Linked DNA regions of Rattus norvegicus: region 1 is linked to region 2. The links are chromatin contacts, called in public Hi-C maps. All regions are on one chromosome and are shown on one strand. The core of a region is the stretch at or near the end of the contact, and the rest is flanking DNA. Distances in the headings are between cores, read along the strand shown.

What was found. Hi-C and Micro-C count contacts between places; a contact is called where the count stands out from the background.
Region 1: a contact with region 2 is called in a Hi-C map of the Rat2 cell line, with 2.7 times the contacts expected there. The contact joins the promoter of Sh3rf1 here to the enhancer-like site in region 2. A contact is called at or near these places in 4 of 12 Hi-C or Micro-C datasets (the A7r5 cell line, the Rat2 cell line, hepatocytes and 1 more).

Annotation. Positions count from the first base shown.
Region 1 is chr16:33,910,046-33,913,924 of GRCr8, forward strand. It overlaps Sh3rf1 (SH3 domain containing ring finger 1), which reads right to left and starts at 2,082. Exons shown (of 12, transcript NM_198764.2): 1 at 2,004-2,082; 2 at 1-477. The coding sequence starts at 383.
Region 2 is chr16:33,792,827-33,796,743 of GRCr8, forward strand. All of the region lies in intron 4 of Sh3rf1 (SH3 domain containing ring finger 1), which reads right to left. Among named protein-coding and RNA genes, the nearest start is that of Sh3rf1, 120 kb to the right of the region's middle. Within about 2 kb of position 2,420, at least 7 of the 93 cell types and tissues checked have an H3K27ac peak or open chromatin away from gene starts, as enhancers often do. A contact at or near this core is called in the A7r5 cell line, where this site is marked.

The sequences.
Region 1 (3,879 bases), core at 832-3,331, 120 kb after region 2:
GGGCTCCAGGCTTGCACCCGAGGTTGCTGTCCACACTGGGGGCTCTGCAGATCTTTTGAGCCACAATTAACCACAGTGCTGCCCTGCGCCCTTAATACATTTGTGCAGGTGGTCGAGCCGCCCCCACCAGGGCCGGGTTTCCAAGGCCTCTGCTTGATGCCATCCAGAAGTCTGACCAGTAGGATGTTACTGGGGAGCTCGTCAACCCCAGAGCCAACAAGAGTCCGGCATTCGGGACATCTGAGTTCATTCCGGGAACCCACAATCCCCAGCAAACATCGTTTGCAAAACGTGTGCTGGCAGGGTAAGACCTTTGCGGAAGCATCCAAGCGTTCTAGACACACAGGGCACTCCAGAAGGTCCAACAAGGCAGACTCATCCATCTTGAGCTACTTTAGTGAGAAAACGGCCTCAGAACGTTCATAGTCGTGCGCAGCCCTTAAAGTGATTCATGTAACATCCATTTCAGACTTTGCTCTGGAGTTATGGGGAGAGAAGGGAGGAAAGAGAAAAATGACTGTTGTTATCTGGGGGAAAAGTTCACAGTGGAGCCAAGAACCAAAAAGTACACAAAAGTGCTTCCTCTGCATAGTCCAGCTTGGCGTTGGAATGTGTTTTCTGAGCTCCAAAGTCAACAATTAAAAACAAAACAGGCTTCTTAAATGATTCCCATTAATCCCTGAAGATATCTAGAACCTCACTGGGCAGAAAGAACTAGCAAGCAATAAACAGGATTTATGAAAAAGCAATAAAGGACTGATATTGGCTGCCTAATGAAGTCTTCAACTTATTGGAGAACCTAAGCAAAATCGACTGAAAGTTTCCTCTGTGTAAAATAATACTTTTAAATCCAACGACCTTCCCAAATTTGAAACTACCGTTATCATTTAGGAAGCCTTGCCTTGGGTGATACAAATGTTTCTTCCCCGTCTGAGAACAGAACAGCTTAATCTTATCCAACGCCTTCCCCAATTTAAAAAAAACAAAAACAAAAACAAAAACAAAAAAAACAAAAAAACAAAAAAACAGAGCTGATGGTTGGCAATTCTAAAAGATATAACCAAGACCTGCTTGAAAATAGCTAAAAATTATCACCCTTTCCGGCATGGTTGACAAACTCTGAAACAGATTTCTGAACGGCTTGTCCTAATCCCATTCAGAAAAAAATCTAGCAAAATGGTCACCAAGAATTCGACGATGGAATGCTAGGCTGAAAACTCTGGGTACAATCCGGGGGGTTAAAAGCGGGCCCCTTCAGGAGGTGGGAGAAAGAGTATTTGAAGCCAGTTGGTGCGTCGCTGTCCCCCATCACCACCATCACCCCAATCAATGTTTAAATGTGGATGCCTAGGAGGAGAAGAGGGTGAAAGGATTTGGAGGCTACATTAACAGCTGTTCCTAGCTAGTCAGTTCTGGGGAGAGCCAGGATGCGCCCCTCTTCCCACGGTGGGGCACAGGTAGTCCCCAACCCCGTAGCATGGCGCTTGCCAGAGACACACCCCAGAACCAGGTGTCGCCAGCCGGGGACAGAGCTGACCCTGGGAGCGGAGGCTGCGGCCGGGTAGCTCCGGAACTAGGGATCTCACCCAATTGCCTCCTCTCAACCTCCCTTTAGGTCAAATCCAGGACAAAAAATTGCCCAACACCGATCGTTGGAAGTTTTCAAGGACTTAAAGAAAAATAAAGATGCAGCCTTAAGTTGGCGAAAGTCAGCGCCGCGGAGTGCGGCGGGAAGCAGACTAGCGACCCCGCGGGGATGAGCTCAGCGACAGTCCCCGGAGACTGCCACCCCGGAGGCAGGGGGACCCGGTTGCGTCCGGGAAGAGCGCGGCCCCGAGACCCGGCAGCTTCGGAAGAGGCGAGAGAGGCCGCGGGGCTCGTTCCCAGCAGGTCCGGGAGACCCAAAGGGGAAGCGCAGGGACCAGCCCGCGCGCACAACCAGGATGCGGCGACCACCCGCCACCACTCCGCGCCCTGCGTCCCCCACTCGCCGCACGCCCTACCTCGCGCCTCCGCTGCTCGCCTTTGTTCGCGGCCCCGCAGCGCTGGCAGATGCAGCCCCGCCGAGCCCGCTGCCCGTGTGGCTCGGCCGCCGCGGTGGCACCCGGAGCCTCCTCACGGCCGCCCCCCTCGCGCGCGCTCGCACAGCACGCCACCGCCGCCGCCTCCCACCCGCCCAGCGAGGAGGGCGGGGGAACGCGACGCCGCGGGGAGGAGGAGGAGGAGGAGGCGGAGGCCGCGCGCAGTAGGCGCCCGGGGACTGGAGGGACGCACCACAGCGCCGCCCGCCGCTCGGGGACCCGCGCCGGAGCCCCACAGCGGGCGGCGGCCTCGGGGACGCACCAACGGGGAGGGAGGCTCCGGGACCCACGCCTTCACCGGGAGGACGCGCGCCCGGAGCGAATGGAGCTCCCCGGGAGGAGGGCGGTGGGAGTGGCGCCGAGGGACCAGGAAGAGGCTGGGACAAGGGCGCCCTGCCGGCCTCCGGCTCCGCCTGGCCGGTGCCTGGAGACTGACTCTTCACGGTGGCCAGGGATGGGAGTGGCCCTGCCGGGAACCGATCGCGCTTTGCTGGGCGTGCACACTCCCTGGGTGATTGCAGAGAAAGAGAAGTGGGACCCCGTAGTTCTGGGATCGGGGATACTGACCACCTATGGATCTCGGGGCCCGCCTACTCCACCCAACAATCCACCCCACATCTGCAGCAGCCAAGGGGTGCAAATCCAAGCAAGTTTGGAGAATTTCAAAATGAGAAAGAAAAAAAAATTAGAAAAATTAACGCCCGTCTTGGGGAGACTCTTCCTACCTGTCTAAAATGGGGTGTATTCAAAGTCTGACCCAGGTGGGCCGGCGCCTTGAAGCTGGCTAGGAGGTACCTCTTTTATCTGCGCCTTGGAGGCAGCCATCATCAACATCTCTGTAATCTTTTTCTGTTGCCCGGGGCACACACCTGTGTACTCTGAAGTGCGGGCTTGCAAAAACGGGTGTCCAAGAGTGTGTGTGTGTGTGTGTGTGTGTGTGTGTGTGTGTGTGTGTGTGTGTAAGCTTGTTTGTCAAACTTTTTTCAGAGACGAGTTAAATGTTGTCAAAGAGTATGATTTCGTTTATACTTACTGTCAGTTTACCAAAAGTTACTTCGAGAGAGATTGCGTATGAAATTCCTGCCAGGCCACCAACCAAGCTGACAATTTGAAAAGGAATATCAGGTTATCAGTTCTTTTGTCTCCACTAGAGCCACTGCTATATCATTTGAGATAAATGAGGATCATTCAAGTTAAGAAAAAAAATTATAGCAAGTAACAATTATCAGTCACTTTAAGCCAGGCACCGTGCTAAAGACTTAAACATATTAATTCCATTCTCACAACAGCCCTTTATGTCATGCGTCCCAGCTTTGTTCTAAAGAGACTAATAGGCTGAGACTTATACTATATGAATACCAAAAATAATTGCCCACTTCCTTTCCTGCTAGAAGGGGAACAAGTATGTGTTCATATTTGCTGAAAAAGACAGGGAAAGATTGGATGAGAGAATGAGGAGAAAAAGAGATTATCTACAAACAGCACTCTGAAAGTGACTGGCTGCCGAAACTGGAAATGGAGGTTAGGTACAGTGGAAAATCAGAGTCAGAAAACAGACCTATTTGGGGGGTTATTAAGACTGAAGATCAACCTAGGTAACTTCCCTACATCACAGTGGAAGACTCAAGTCCAGCTCTCCGATTCCAAGTCCTGTTTCTTTCCTCTAAAAAAGGGAGAGGGTGGACTTAATCGCATAATTAATCTCGTGTTGTGTTGCTTACTCTTGCAAAGCAGTGACCAAAAGACAGACAGAAACAATGGGGGAGGGAGTGTTTCAGTTCGCAGTTTTGATGAAAAC
Region 2 (3,917 bases), core at 1,170-3,669:
GGTTAATGGGTTGGGGATTTAGCTCAGTGGTAGAGCGCTTGCCTAGCGAGCGCAAGGCCCTGGGTTCGGTCCCCAGCTCTAAAAAACAAACAAACAAACAAACAAACAAACAAAAAAACCAAAAAATAAGGTTAATTAAGATAAAACACCTACCCTGTCCCTACCCCCCAAAAAAGGGAGATAGTTTTGGTAGTCACTACTTCGTAAGAAGTTTTATACAAGGGTAAGTCTCCAGCTTTTGGGATATTACACAACACCCATCTATTCTTCCCTCTCTGCTGTGAAACACAGCCTTTATAAATCCAGGTTGTAAAAGCAGCCCTTCATCATTCCAGCATCCAAACGTCCATTGTTCCTTCCCCAGACAGAGCCAACATTTGGGAGAAACCAAGACAGAAACTCAAGCCCACTTGCAACTCCTTAAAAGAAATGACAGCATAGTCCCCTGTAAACGCTCCTTAAATAACTACAGAATTCAGATCCCCTGTTAGTTTTTTATCTTTCTCTCCTCAGTTTGGGTAACAAGTTTTTGGGCTTTGGTTGACCAGACATTAAAACCAAACTCAACTTTCATTTACAATACAAGGCCGATACATGAGAGACTGAGCAACTGTGAATTCTATTACATTGAAAGGGGACATCTGCTAAGCTAGGACTCCATTTAAGTCTCTACAATGTTTGTGATGAATTAAAAAAAAAAAGTCTCGTAGAATTATCAAGGGAAGGGAGGTCTGCCTCTGGGCTAGCACTGGGCAACTTAAATGTAATATAAATCTTACAGATAATTATGGTGATCAATATAAACAAAATATTATCACTTCAACATATAACTAATCCAAACCAAGACACACATGCAAGATCTTGCTTTCAATGGTACCAGGTCTTTGAAGCAGAGGTGGGTCAAGCATTCACATGCCACGTCTGTGTGGCCTGGCCACATTTCAGCTTGCTCAGCAGTGATGAGTGTGTACTGGTCACTCAGCTCTTGTCCCTCAGCACTAAGAAATCACCTGGACAAGAAGCACTCATGTAAGCAGAGGGACAATAAGCAGCAGGGGCCTCGAACCTCATTCCAGCTGCTAGGGAAAGGGGGTTTGCCAACAACTGGCATACCCAAGGGGGAGACCTGGAGGTCGGTGAGCAGCTTGTCATAATGGCCTCAATTTTATTAGGACCGGCTGTTAGAACATACATACATACATACATACATACATACATACATACACACACACACACACACACACACACACACACACACACACACAAATCAATCAATCAACCAATCACTCAATCAACCAATCAGAACTCTCCTTCTCAGCCTGGTTTTGAAGGGTAGGTACAAAGGAAAGACACATGTTTAAAAATCTAAAACAAATTTAAGTTTAGGAAGGCTACTGTTGGAGAACCACAGGAAGAGCCTTGAACTTGAAGTCAAAACAGGTTAGCCTAGGGTCAGGTCTCTGTGCTCACGGACTGAGTCATTACTTTGTCCCGACTTGGGTCTTCTTGGCTGTATAAAGGAAGGGTAGCATAATTCTTGTGTACCTCACACAGAAATAAGTATAGCCTAGCATGTTCTGCAGCCTGGAAAATCCAGTCCAAATCCGTATTACTGTCATGACTCAGAACCCAAGCTTACTATTCACTTAGTCTGTCGCCCGGGGCAAGTCACCTTTTCCCTACGTGCTTCCAATTTCTCTTATGTAATATGAGGTTGGGTTTAATGAACTGTAAAGTTTTATTCCTAAGTAAACTTTTCCTCACCCCAAACACAAACGTCCCCTACTCAACAGGGAAACCTCTCAGTCAGGTCTAGAGACCATGGGCCACGAGTGAACAGACTCAGAACAAGTGGAGAGTGAGTGAATTCATTGTGTGGGTTTGGTTTTTCTTTTTTCTTTTTTTCTTTTTTGTGACTACTGCAAGCCAAGCCCTGGCTGGGAAAGAGCGGCCCACCCCTCTGACTCATGAGAAGAAAAGACTTGGGAAAGAGAACAGGTTCCTAACAGTAAGGATAGGAGATGCATACTGGCAAGTCAGCAGAGCACAGGCAGGTGAGTCAATAAAGGCCAGACAGCCCAACTCTGGGTGACCCAGGGAGAGCGGGTAAGCCTTTCTAGAGCAACCACTTAGTACCATCTGCCGGCTCTCTCCTTGGAAAAAGAAAGCCAGAGAATAAGCTTTGAGGAAATCTCCTGATTCTGTACCTTACCAAAAGCATTTGCAGGTCGAGCGTAGGAGCCATCTCGGGGTTACACTTGGGTGGTCTCTGATGGGGGAGGGGGAGAGAACTACAAAGCACATCAGGCTAATGAAAGACCTTGCTGTGTTTTCCCAACCTGTCATCAAACCAACACTCTGGAAAAGAAAGGAGCAACAATAATGGAGGAGGTTCCAAACAGTGGTAGATGTGACTCAGGGGACAGAAGGAGCGCCAAGAAAGGAGAGTTAGTGACAACCAAAATGGTGATTTAGGGCCTGGAGGAGCCAAGAACTGATGACAGAGACAAGCAGGCAAAGACAGTGAGAGGAATAAGGGGACCCTTCGAGCATTATGGAAACAAACAAACAAACAAACAAACAAACAAACAAACAGCAGAGATATGTTAGAGCCACAAGCTGAGGTGAACAGAATCATGTCATGGATTCCTCAGGAGATACAAAGGCAGATCACGTTCCCACATTAAAGGAGAATGAACCAAGGGAAAGGAAGTAAGTGGCACGCACAGCAGACAGAAAAGAGAAATGATGTGTGAGATGAAAGGCCTGGGGAAGACGGCGAGTTCACAGCCAGAGAAGCTGCTCACAGCCGACGCACAGAAGAGCTTACAAGACAGACACAAGCACAACCCCAGCACTCGGGAGGTGCTGGTCCCTACTAGTTCTGAAGCAATACACCCACAGCTAATCCCAGCGCCGGGGGGAGAGACCAGTGCACAACTTTACGGCTGATATCGGTTGATGTCCGTGTCCTCTGGGAACCGGCAATGCACGCCGCCTGTCTGTGTCTCTATCGTAGGTACATACTCACGTCGTAAATCAGAAACACCCATTAACCAGGAGGATACATTCCAACAACACGTTTTACTTTCCAGAACCTCATTACCAGACATTGGGAATACCTCTATCCCAAGAGGTACAGAGCATGGAATTGTCATTAAATTCTAAGTAAAATTTAGTCAATGAGGAATGACACGCAGACAGAAATTCCACAGCAATGTGTACGCGGCTAATAAATCAGTGAGTGAGCATTCCCCATGTCCTAGATTCCTACAGTGTGAGAGCGAGGGGATGCATGGGGGTGGAGGAGGAAGGTAGAGGTTCCTCGCAGGGCATGTGTGCTTAGCCCAGGTTGTGGTGTATGGGAGGTTTTTATTATAAAACGTAACATTGTTTCATACCACTGAGGAAAAGACCTTTCTAGAGCATTCTATTGCATTATACAGAAGATTTTCCTCCCAATTATTTTATCATCAGAACGGTTCTGTTCGAGCCATCCATACACCACACATGCACACCAACTCCCAGAACATTATAAAGACTCCATTTAGTTCTTCTCCCACATGAGATCAAATTGGGTTTCCTTTGCTTGGGAAAGCCCTAGTTACTAGCAATATTTAGAATGTATATGACAATATAACAAACCTATTTCAAAAATAAAGTTTAACATATTTCAAAATATTATGACTCTGACTCGTTTTTCTGTAACAAAGGCAGCCTCAGACTTTGATGTTGACTAATCAGTCATTCTGAGAGCAAACATCCGAGAAGTCAGAAATGCTTTTGTAGTTTTATGGAGAATAAAATCTCTATAGACCTAAGCAAAGCTGGATCTGAGTCCTATCCGAAGGCTCGTCATCACGTACCCCCAGAAGCTAGGGAGGCAAGAGCCTAGGGCAGACTACAGGCGAGTCACT